Regions from separate parts of the Zea mays genome. Here all the other regions are linked to region 1. Evidence: chromatin contacts called from public Hi-C data. All regions are on one chromosome and are shown on one strand. The core of a region is the stretch at or near the end of the contact, and the rest is flanking DNA. Distances in the headings are between cores, read along the strand shown. Region 1 holds the start of LOC100276302. Region 2 overlaps LOC103628355 (zealexin A1 synthase). Region 3 holds the start of LOC100502334 (Cyclase family protein).

What was found. A called contact is a pair of places that touch in the nucleus more often than the background predicts.
Region 2: a Hi-C map of tassel shows a contact between it and region 1, with 4 times the contacts expected there. The contact joins the enhancer-like site here to the promoter of LOC100276302 in region 1. A contact is called at or near these places in 2 of 25 Hi-C or Micro-C datasets (ear and tassel).
Region 3: a Hi-C map of ear shows a contact between it and region 1, with 4 times the contacts expected there. The contact joins the promoter of LOC100502334 here to the promoter of LOC100276302 in region 1. A contact is called at or near these places in 3 of 25 Hi-C or Micro-C datasets (ear and leaf).

What each region holds. Positions count from the first base shown.
Region 1 is chr5:99,422,778-99,426,812 of Zm-B73-REFERENCE-NAM-5.0, reverse strand. It overlaps LOC100276302, which reads right to left and starts at 2,267. Exons shown (of 5, transcript NM_001150125.3): 1 at 2,099-2,267; 2 at 1,905-1,957; 3 at 1,173-1,361; 4 at 997-1,077; 5 at 509-925. The coding sequence starts at 2,152. The coding sequence ends at 760. LOC100275501 reads left to right here and starts at 2,462. Exons shown (of 2, transcript NR_175981.1): 1 at 2,462-3,757; 2 at 3,860-4,035.
Region 2 is chr5:98,755,880-98,759,914 of Zm-B73-REFERENCE-NAM-5.0, reverse strand. All of the region lies in intron 2 of LOC103628355 (zealexin A1 synthase), which reads left to right. Among protein-coding and RNA genes, the nearest start is that of LOC103628355, 6.0 kb to the left of the region's middle. Within about 2 kb of position 1,719, at least 17 of the 20 cell types and tissues checked have an H3K27ac peak or open chromatin away from gene starts, as enhancers often do. A contact at or near this core is called in ear and tassel, where this site is marked.
Region 3 is chr5:99,951,999-99,956,033 of Zm-B73-REFERENCE-NAM-5.0, reverse strand. It overlaps LOC100502334 (Cyclase family protein), which reads right to left and starts at 1,710. Exons shown (of 6, transcript NM_001196812.1): 1 at 1,193-1,710; 2 at 1,065-1,109; 3 at 893-965; 4 at 693-790; 5 at 369-439; 6 at 1-158. The coding sequence starts at 1,607. The coding sequence ends at 33.

The sequences.
Region 1 (4,035 bases), core at 1,018-3,517:
ATATGTTTATCGATCGTATTTTAGATTTCGACCGTCACTGGTGTATTTTCCACACCAAACTTTCATTTCCGATGTTTCCGAAATACCGATATCGTTTCCGTTTCCGGAGTTACCGTTTTCGATTTTGTTTCCGATAATAAATATGAAAACGGTAATATTTTTAGTGTTTACCGACCATTTTCATTCCTAGCTGGGAGAGGCGGCTGGGACCTGAGAGAGGGAGCCAGCTGGCAGACGTGGGAGAGGCGGCTGGGAGGAGTTGGCTGGGAGTACGGAGAGATGGGAAAAGGAAGTGGGCTTAAACTAATGGGCTTGTTGGGCTGATTTATAGGTTGACTGGTCTAGTATTTTTCTTTGCTTTTATCATTTTCTCTTCTTTATTATTATTTTTATCCTAAATGTTTTCTTAAATATAAATATTTTTCTATTTTAAAATAAATTTAAGGGGTCGCCTCGCTTGACTGTTTAAAAGTTAAAAATGGATCTGTCAACTTAACTAACTATGGAATAGTTAACCAAAACTCAAACATATAAATAGATAACTCAAACTCAAATATATTCAATGATTACAAACCTTGGATTTCTTACAAGGAACATGTGTGCTAATCATCACATTCACACAAAAGGATATGCTGCATTACATTTCACATGCCAGGTAGATTCCATTCCAACACATTGGTCCTAAGTCTCTTGACCATGTCTGATGTCGAGAGGATGGTCTAAGCACAGATTCAGAAAATGTGCTATTCTACCACACGCTTAACTTAGAAAATTACCTTTCGAAGACAGGAGACGCAAAGCCTTACTGGCATTCTTCAAAACTGCATTTGACCTTGGGACACGATTTTTCCTATGCTCCAAGAAATCAAGGGCATTCTTCACGTGTTGCGTTGAACGGACATCTTTCAGCAGAATAGTTTCAGGCCTGACCGACCAACAACTGGCATAAGTATAATTTCAGGACTTTATATTTGATGACAGGAACATTAAACATACCCATCAGTTTTCATTCTCTTCTTTCTCCTCTGGACCTTCTGCTTTACATTTTCTTCCTCGGAATCTGATGCGAAGGTTTGCCTGATAATGTGAGATGAAGACCAAATAACCCATGAAGTCCAAGCTAAAAACAAAGATTTTAACAAAACTTGGTAGAGCAAGAGACGTGCTCATACTTCTCACGAGCTGCTAGAATTTCAATTACACTAGTGGGGAGCATGCCAGGCATAGTATTTGTCTCCTCATGCTCCTCACTTTTTTTAGTATCTTCATCTTCTACTTCCTTTGGCGCCTTCTTATCTGGTTTAGAGGATGTTCTTCGTTGGGCCCAACGTTTCCTCCGTTCCTTTCCTTCCCGTGTTACTCTGCAAAGACATCCCACATGGCCATATGGCATTATTATCTGTGCGATACAAAAATCAGATAACAAACAAGTTATAGCACACTGATGGCCTCAAGAAAGCAAGATTCAAATTGGTAATCCATGAGTTACACAAAAAAAAGAGTTAAACCCACAAATCCATAACAGATATACCATTGGACTGGATGGCCACAGAACCACACCACGAGTCATACACAAAACTATATAAACATCTAAAACAAAGAAAGTGTAGAAGTTAAAAGACCTACATTTTGGGCACAAACATTACAAACAAACATGTACAAGGAGATAGTTTTTACTGATTATTGAGCATCTCAGAGTCATTTGGTTATGGTCCAAAAGAAAATTTGTAACGGCACTTGCATCTACTACAACAAAGAGAGCGAATAAGTGAGTTACAGCAGGGAATAAGGAATCTAGCATAGTGAACGAAGACAAACAGAAAAAAGAACAGATCAAAGTAGCACATTTTTGCGGCAGAATGTCCATCCAGTAATCAACTGTAAAGTAAGCATAAGAAACACACCTGAGAACACTGTCTTTCTCGACTTTACTGGTCTCTTCGTGCTTCGCAACACCCTAAAGACAATAACAAGGCAAATCACTCAGTATTTTCTACATATCTCAGCACGGAGTATGAGGCATGAAGAAGAAACAGGATGACCATCGTGATCTACTCTCGCGTAGCGTCGGGTCCTAGAGGGGAGAGGACTAACGCACCTGCACAGCAGTGAGCTCCTCGGGAGCGCCGTCGGAATCGCTTCCGCTGTCCATTTGAGGCGGCTCCTGTCCGTTTCCCCTCTTTATTTTCACCGGATGAGAGCGCCGGGACCTTCCGCTGGCTGTACCAGCCGCCGCCACCGGGAGGGTTTTAATCGTTTGCGGACACACAGAGGCAGAGAGGGGGCCGAAGCCTAGCTGGGTATATGTTGGGCTTTGCTAATTTTGTCGGCTCAACACACGCGGATTTGGGCCTGTTGGGCCTATTCTGTATGCGGCTCGACTGAACAACCTTCGGCCTTTGACACGCAGTGGAAGAGAGGAGACTGGAGACCTAGCTGGATAACCCAACTTTTTCCACCCGCCGGAACACTGGTAACCCTCACGCCGGCGCAGCCGCAGCCGAGGCGCCATGAACAACCTCCGGAAGCGCATGATCTCCCTTCTCCTCCGGGCACCTGGATCACCATACGTCCCTTGCCCCCACTTCTTCCCGCTCTTCTATCCCCACCGCCTCCTCTCCGCCACCAAATGCGTCGCTACAAAACCATTCGCCGTCGAGGACTACCTCGTCGCCACATGCGGCCTCACCCAAGCACAGGCCCTCAAGGCGTCGAAGCATGTCTCCCATCTGAAGGATCCCTCGAAAGCCGACGCGGTCGTCGCCTTCCTCTCCAACCTCGGCCTGTCCAGCGCCGAGATCACCGACGTCGTGACCAGGGACCCCAAAGTCCTCTGCTCCGACGTGGAGAGATCCCTCACCGCTCGCGTCGCCGAGCTCACCGACCTCGGGTTTTCACGTCCGGAGATCGTCCGCCTTCTCATCGTTGGCATGAACCACTTCCGCCATAGCTCGCTTCGCCTCAATCTTGAGTTTTGGATCTCGGTCTTTGGCTCTCTCGACGAGCTCATTCGGGCGCTCAGAATTAACGCCGCTCTCCTCAGCACAAGGATTGAGGAGGTCTGCAAGCCCAACTTGGAGCTCCTTCAAGAGTGTGGTATAAATGTTTCTGATATCTCCAACAGCTTCATGTCCCGTGTGCTCACCAGGGACCCTAAGAGCCTGCAGGAAGCTTTGGCTCGCCTTCATGAGTTCAGAATCCAGCCGGGCTCTCAACCTTTCTTCCGTGGGCTTTATACATTTGCAATCCTTGGCAGCGGGAAGATAACCAAGAGCATTCAGCTGTTTGAGAAGCTTGGATGGTCAAAGGACCATATAGTATCAGCGGTGAAGAGAGACCCGACTATATTGGGTTTCACCGAGGAGAGGGTTCGAAGAAACATGGAATTCTTGATCAGGGTTGTCGGATTGGAGGTACCATACATCGCACGAAGGCCAGCGCTGATAAATTATAGTATTGACCGTCGGTTGTTGCCACGGAATTGCTTGATCAATTTTCTCAGGGCAAAGGGGTTGTTCAATGACGAGGCTAGTTTCCTTTCTGTCGCCGCTATAGGCGATGAGAAATTTCGGCGCCGATACGTGCATCCTTACGAGGAGGATTTTCCAGGCCTTGCTGCTGCTTTTGCTTCTAGCTGTGCTGGAGAACACCAATGGGAACGGCTATATAAGATGACAGGCGAAAATAAAGAAAGCTGACAATTGTTCTGGAAAGTACAATCAGGAACCTGCTGCAAGCCTTGTTTTTCATCACCATGGTCAGTCGTTTTGAAATCTAATTTTCTAGCATTTTGCTGCTGGCTACTGGCTTAGGTGTTATTAAATGTTTGATTAGTGGTATGGTATATTTCTTTCACTAGGTTCTATCTTGCTGCCTCCCTTCTGAGAAAGAGCTTCTCATGTGATGGCATCGTTACAAGTTTATTTATTAACTTGCAAGGATTATCTCAAGTTTTAGCCCAACTTTATTCCTGTGCTTCAGGAAGATTATTACGTTGGTGGTCTACTTCCCACCATGTTTTTTGTACCACAATCT
Region 2 (4,035 bases), core at 470-2,969, 670 kb after region 1:
TACCGCACCGCATGCGTGTCCTCCATGACCAGACATGTGTACCACCAGTCCTCGACTGCACCTGCAACACGATCCACACCACTACGTCCTCACGTGAGTGTGTGTCCCAGGTGTCAGCAACCATGACTAGTCACCCGACTGCTCTAGTCTGTGAGTCAAGACCCAACACTCCCCCTTCACCACCCTTCACCGCTCCCGGTCCATCAGCACGAGCCTGCATGACCTTCACCTCAGCCGTCGACCACCGTCACTATGCTCCACACCTGCACACCACAAGCCGACTGACATGGTTGCACAAGTATAATCTCACACTCTAGTCTGTCCACTGACTACCCTAGAGTGCTAACCATTGACAAACCACAAGGAATAAGTCAACCTTGTGTTTGCATAAACGTGTAACCAGTTGAGCGGTTTAGGGTCGTCCTCAAGCTCCAAAGGATTGCGGTCAGTGCCTGCGACCATTGTTGGCTGAGTTGTTTAATGTGGGTGAAGACCCAGTACTGAGGCCTTGCAAGATCATTCTGTTAACTTGCTCAATCTATACGGATGTGGTATTTGTCACAGAACTTTAGGAACCTTTTCCCGATGAACTGTGTATCGTTGTCCGTTATGATTGTGTTACCCCGAAGCCGGTCATTTAGAATGATGTGTTAGTTTGGTGGAATAATTTGCATGACTATGAGAAACCACAAACTTGGACAAACGTGAAAGCACTTATGAGGGAACAATTTATTTATATGGATGATACTAAAAATAATTTGAGTAATTCTAATGATGTCATGCCTTTAGATAAATCTGAGTTGCCTTGGTTACAAGAGGATTGTCTTGTTGTTCCTTGTGATAAAGAATAATTGTGTAATGATAATACTATTATTTCTATGCCACAACTAGAGAACAAACTTGATGTTGTTGCTTCTGATCCTATTAATTGTGCCAAAATTAGAACATTCAATCCTACAACTAGTGTGCATGATGAGCTGAAGTTGTTATCTTCTTTAAATACTTTGGGCTATATTGAATTTGATGTTCTATGTAATCTAAATAATTTATAGGAGAAACTTTCTTTTAGTGCTGATTTGCCATGGTTATCTAAACATACATATCATGTTATTGGAAGATATAATTAGAAACGAAAATATATGGTACATCGAGTATATATTTGTTCAAATATGAAATTTCCTTTTGTCATGAAACAATATGACCAATTAGAGGGCTATGTTAAAGCTAACCATATCACGTTTAGTTCCACTTGTCGTTCTTTGTATGTTTTACAACAACAGGGTTAACTTCGAGAAGGGGAGCAAGGTTGGACGATATCAAGCACTACATTAACACATTTTGCAGGCACCAACGACTTTGAGTCAAGGACGACTCAAAACCAAGAAGGGAAGAATGATGAGTACATGAACGTCAACTATATTATCAAGGCCTAATCAATCATAGAGTCTCAAGCTCGAGGGGATTTCAAGTCCAGTTTGATAAATGAGGGCTATCCACCGATCGAACTCCGGTTTCTCTGTTGTGTTCGTGGCGATCCTCTACGTGCACTTGGACAACATCAACCCAATGAGGTGGCCCCATCTGCCAGCGCCCAAAAACGCTTCCTCTGTGCGTGGAATCTGGGGGAGGGGAGGTTGGACGAGCGACCCCACCTGGCGGTGCCTGGGTTAGGTAGATGGGCAGCACGTGAGTGGGCTGGGCGGGTGACTGTGGTGTGGGCCCTGCTGCTCAGTGAAACACAACATATTGGGGAAAAGAAAAGTTGAGGGAGAACATGGGCTGGTGTGTACAAGTGTGGGGGTGAGGTCTACTGGGCCGGGTGGGATTTAGCCTAGAACGGGTTTTATTCTTTTCTCTTTTCTTTTCTTTTTCAGATTTTAGTTTCCTTTTTCAAGTTTCTATTTTGAATTGCACAGAGAACCAACATGGGATGCAAGTCATGTTTATTTTATATATTAATTATTTATTTAGGCAAATGCTTCAATTATGAATACACACCTTTATTCATTCTAGAAACTTATTATCATTAGATGTATATAAAAGTACATCCAAACTGAATATTAATTACTTATCTAATTTAGGAGAAGCTAATATAAAATCTTTATCAAGGATTACTTTAATTCATAAAAGAATGTTCTCTATAGTTCTTTAAGGGGATAATCTAATCTAATAAATTGACATTGTTTCTATTTTCTTATTTTTTTTATAACATTGTTTTGGTATTCTTATTTGTTTTAGAAAGGGTGAATTCCAAAGTATAATTCTTCGTTAGGGACATTCTACTTTGGTTCTTTTTAGAAAAAAAAATACTAATTTTAAAACCGGGATTCTGGGTGTTCCTGTTACACAAGGGCGGTTGCGGCATTGATTGTTCAGTGGAGGCGTGCAAGGGTAATCACGGGGACTGGCGCAGCACCTGAGAGATGATAAAAAAATACCGACCGTCGGATTTCGATTGATTAAGAGAGAAGGTAGATGAAGCGATCTAGAGCGTTGATTTTAATGTTGAGATTTGGCTGAGGGGTAATTTGTTGTATGTATTGATGTTTTAACTGATTTATATAGGGTATAAATATAGATATATATTTGGTCAATTCTGATTTTTCGTGAAGCGTGGAGTGTCGCCATTTGTGATTTGTGTCGCTGTTCACCCGGTATTGTAGCTGCCAAATGGCGTCAAATCAGATTAAAGCGTGGCCTGGGTTTCGCGGAACGGCGCCGTCGCCGTCGCCGTCGCCGGGATTCCTCCTCACCCCAGCCGGCCGCGCATGGACCGCGTGCTGTGGCGTGGTGCACGTCATCGGTTGCGGCGTTCTCGCACGTCTGTAGCTAACCAAGGCTTCGCAGAGTTTATCCGGTAGGCTGGCCGGCTGGCCGGCCAGCACTTGAATTTGGATACGTGTACGCATTTAGGTCCATGCGTCATCAGGTCAGGTGTTAGCTTGAGGCCGGAGCGAAGACGACACCGACTAGCCACGCATTTGGCCACTGCGTGTGGCAACTGCACGGCGGCGCAGCCGCTGCTCACGTCATCGGAGGCGGAATTTGCGTGGGTGTAACGAGCGGCGACCAGGGCAGCATGCAGCTAGACGACGTGACTATAGCATCGCGCAGGCTGCAATGCCAAAGCAGCATCTTGTATGGACGATGGCAATGCCGAGTTGCCTACCACACATCGCTATATATAAGTCGCTACCATGGGAATCGGGAAATAATCCACACCGAAAGCAACTCTGTTCTTAGATAGATTTTATTTAAATGAGAATTTATTCAAATATAAATATATTTTTACTTTTGAATTATTAATATATATATTTAAAGTATCGATGTTTTGTCTAACAAAGAGCTGCAAGGTGTATCGTCACAAAACCAACTTGACTTAAAAGCAAGGTTGTTCTTCCTACGGATTAAAGACAGTTGTTCGGACTCTGCAGCTGCAATCTATAGAGATAAAACACTATAGAAAATAGAAGTCGTTTCATATTAAAGCTAAGTGAATAATTTGGGTTTGAGTCTCCCTCTCGAGGGTCAGAGGCTTAGCGCTGGACTGAGCTCACGTGAGTGGGAGAGAGACGACACACAAAAAAACTCATGTATTATATTAGTAGAGAGATGTTTAAAAGGCTCTCAAACCGGTTCCGGCTACAGCTGGAGTTCTCACAAAAAGTACCAAAAAACAGCTCCCAAGAAAAACATTTAGAAGTCGAAATCATTTTTTAAAAAAAATTGGCTCTTAGGGGCTCCTTATGTCACTCCTCGTCCCCGCCAACGCCCATGGCCCAACCTAGAGATGGCAATGGGTACCCACGACCCGATACCCGATGGGTATTTACTCCATTAGGGCTACTTTAGGAACCTCAAATCCCCTTCGGGATTGAAGGGGATTGAGATGGAAATGGACTAATTTCCTCTCCAATCCTCTTCAATCCCGAAGGGGATTTGAGTATCCAAACTAGCCCTTAGAGTATAAATGTGGGTTAAATATTCCACTCATGGGTATGTTATTGGGCAAAAATCTCCACCCAATAGGTAAAC
Region 3 (4,035 bases), core at 461-2,960, 530 kb before region 1:
CAATGTCACCTCCAGCAAGAGCAGGGGGGTGATCACTTGATGAGGATGCATCTGGTCGGTGCACCCTCGGCTCCAACCAGTCTGAGAGGTAAACAATGCAGCATGTATATTCCCGTCTCAATGTTGTCTAGCTTCAGGCCTTCGACAGGGATTATATCCTGGTACAATAAAGGGGAAAATTAATCGATGATTTAGAAGCAAACATGTTTTCTTTTTCTTGAGTTATGTAGCCAGTAGCAACTGGCATCGGAATCTTCTGCGGTAGAACAAGAGAATAACAGAATGAGATTACAGGTGTGCTAAATGCAGCCGAATTTATCTGGGTTATGCCTGAAATGTTCTGGCCAGCAAAACTATATGGATCTTACCGGGGTCTTGAAGAAGACCACATGGGCAGAGATCAAGTGCTCAAATGCTGCAACCGATAGACTGTCGATTCCTGCATAATTCGCAGTACGAGTACATTATAAGTTCCAACTGACCCACCAACAAATATGACAGAAGAAATTCAAAGGGAGTTTGTTTTATGGATTCTTGGCAAGTGCGTGTCAGGTTCATGAAGACGAAATGTGATGGATAGATGGCGACCAGCATTGTAAGGAAAACAAAGCTTTGTCAGGGATAAAAAAGAAAGGAAGAAGAAAAACCAGGTTTGTCTCGATCTGTATGCAGTCAGGGACATAGTTTCTTACCGACTAGCTTTATGTCAGTGTTGTCAACTAGCCACTGTGCGCCATCCTCTGTAAACCCAACATAGCTCATGTCACCTCCCTTCCTCCACATCAACTTCCTAAAAGACATTTGTTTTGCTTAACACGTCCAGTGCAGTCCGTAAAATGGTTGTCTAGTGCTATTTGAATGGTGTGTATACTCATAAAGCCGTAAGCCACACCTGTCAGTGTTCAGCGTCCTGAATAGAACTCGGCGAACTCCTCTAGGGATATTCAGGAATTCCATCGCTTCAGCTGCATAGAGTTATTTGGGAATGAGGCCGTTCAACAGATAATTTGGTTTAAGTATCTAGTTTTCACTAAATGAAAAAAATTTGAAGTGTTGTATTCTACCTGTTATATTTGTGTCCCTCGGAACATCAACCAGCAACGCAGGTCCTGTGCCGTGAAGACGAAGTCAATCATCGTCAGTCAAAGCATTGACGCCAAAGAGCGGGGATTATTGAGATGATGTAGTTCACCGTTGAGGACGTCGAGGTCGAGCGTGTCCACGTCGAGGCCGGCGGCGAAGTGGCCTTGGTTCATGTGGCCTGGCGCGTCGACGTGGGTGCCCATGTGGCACTCCAACCGCAGCTCCGACAGGTTGTACTCGGACCCGTTCGCCATGGACTCCTTGAGGTGGACCAAGGGCCCCGTGACAGCCCCCGGCGCGAACGCCAGAAGGTCCGGCACGTACGCGTGCGTGATGTCGATGATGCGCCCGGGCCGGCGCTCCTCCAGGCGCCGCAGCTCCGGGCCCGAGCCCACGCCCGCTCCGGCGGCGTCCACCGTGCAGGTGCCCTCGTCGGAGTAGCCCGGGTGCGCGCCGTCGCCCGCCGCCGCCGCGGAGAGGGACACGGCCGCGAGGAGGAGAGCGAGGAGCGGGGCGGCGTCCATGATGATGTCGTGTAGGGAGCCGAGCTCTCGGTCTGGACCGCTGGAAATCTGGACTAGAGAGAGGGCGGCGGTAGTTGACTCTCGCTTCGCTTCAACCGCTCCGGACCGGACCGGAGAGAGATGGTTGGCATATTATTCCACCGCGAGTTTTGAAGCGATCAGACAGGAATCTATACTACCTACTCTAAGGGATAGGCGGGATAGGCGGCCCCATTCCTTGTTCTGTCATTCTCATTCCATCTTGGTTTTCTGCTATTCACGTTCTCACCCTAGCCGTACAACGTCTGACATGTGGGGTCCCCACACCACTGGCCTGTTCTCCATTCCCATTCCCATTCTCATCTCCGTTCTGCCCACAACTCTGTCGTTTGTCTTCGTGCACCGCGCATTTGACCAAAAAAGCCTGCTATTTGGGGTGACAGCAATGGTCAGGCTCGAAAACTTATAATCATGTGTCTGCACAATTCAGTGGTCGATGTGGTACTAAGTTTAGCTTGCAAATACAAAGTGTATGCGTCCTCGAAGGCCCATCTGCTTGTTGCGGCCCATACCAAATCCTCTTGTACCACCTCCTTCCTAGCCCAGCGGTCCTGCTCTCCTGGTCTCACCCCGTGCTCTCCTGTTCCTCGTCAAGCTCGGGCATCTCGGCGCAACCGCGGACCGCCTTGCTCTCCCTTCGGCGTGCAGCACGATCCCAGTCCACGACCTCCACCTCTACCGCTTGAGGGCGCAACAATGAAGATAAATAGTGACCAGACTGACTCGAAGGCGCTCCCATGGGTGACATGGCGGTTCCCTCTCGACGACACCTCCAGGTTCTGGTCCACGGCGGCGGCGTCTGCGCGGGACGGGGCGAACGACAACAAGCGTCTCCTGACGATGCCTCCACCTCTCTAGGTTCCCCTCTGCTCCTCGTGCCCCGCTGTAGATCTGGTCGGCACTCTCCCTCCACCGCCACCACACCTCGCGTGGCATCCTCCGCGGGCGAGGCACAGTCGGGCCCTCGCCGCTCGCCCGCTCCCCCACGGGGCGTCAAATCCGAATTGGCTGCATCTAACTACCGGCGGGGCCAACGATCTTAGCTTCTCCTTCCCGCATGTTCCCCTTCCCTCCTTCCCTTTCCTCTCCTCTCCTCTCCACTCGTCGTCCACCCCTCGTGCTCGTCTCACTCTTCACCTCCAGCTCCGGATCTGAAACGCCGAGCAGTCTTTCGTCGTTTCGAGTCTTCAGCCAGAGCTTCTCGGTGAGTGCGAGACTTCGGGCCGGAGAACTGGGAAAGCCTCGAGGAGACATGGATGGGTTGCCCAGAGAGTTGTGCCTCAAGATCTTCCACCTCCTGGATCACCAGTCCCTCGCCTCTTCTCCCCAAGGTCTGACGCGCTCCCTAAAATTGTGGCATCCCAATACGGAATTGGAAGCGCCGGTGATTGCAATTGCAATCGCTCTGCCTCTTTTTTCCTTTTTCAAGAACGGAATTTCAGTTTCTCTGTAGTAATTACTATGAACTTCCTGTGGTCCGAATTCTTACTGTCCATTTTGATCCGGCCCCCAAAAGAGATCCTAGGGTTTGGTTTCCGTTGGCAGTTCAGATTTTGGTTGTGTATCTCTGTAGACTTCTTCCAAGTCTTAGATTGCCAAATCGGATTGGTCGTATACCCTGTGTTTCTGTAGTCTGTACATGCTGGAGCATGAAAACGTTCCAGGCCAGAGAGCTTGATACAGAGGAGTAGTTGGTACGACATGCAGATAGCGTGCGTAGCGATCTCTTGTTTTGGGCAGTTACGCATACCAATTAACTGCGACGGTGCTGTTCCTGGCTCATCAGTTTGCAGGAAATGGAGGGTGTTGACCTCGGATGATGAACTGTGGCGCAAGCTGTTCAACGACAGGTGGGGAGCGGACGCCGCAGCGTTCTACACGCCGGAGGGATCCAAGTCTTGGAAGGACGTCTTCGCCATGCAGGACCGGTGCGACCGATACGGACTGTAAGCCGCCACTCGCCCATCTGCTCCAGCTCCACTGCTTCCGATTGCCATCAGCAGCTGGTGTTACTGCTAGCCGCCTCCTTTGTTTTTGTTTGGCCTGTGAGTGTGTGTGTGTGACCGCGCCGCGTCCTTCCCAAGGGTGTCAGGATCATTAGGGAAGGGAAGGACTACTACCTGATCTACCAGGGCGAGATCCAGAGGTACTTGGGTAAGGAATCCCCTTCTGAGGGTTGTTCATGTTTCTCTTCCTGTTGTGATTCATCCGTTCTTCCTATTTTACTCATATTATCATCTTTGATATTTCAGCAGTTAATACAATTATATTACAAAATGCTGCAGACAAAGAACTGAAGAATTTGTTGTTAGAGCATATAAAGGCGGCAAAAAGAAGGCTGCTCACAAATCAACTTCCCCCATCTTCCAGCGTTATCTTTATGTGAAAG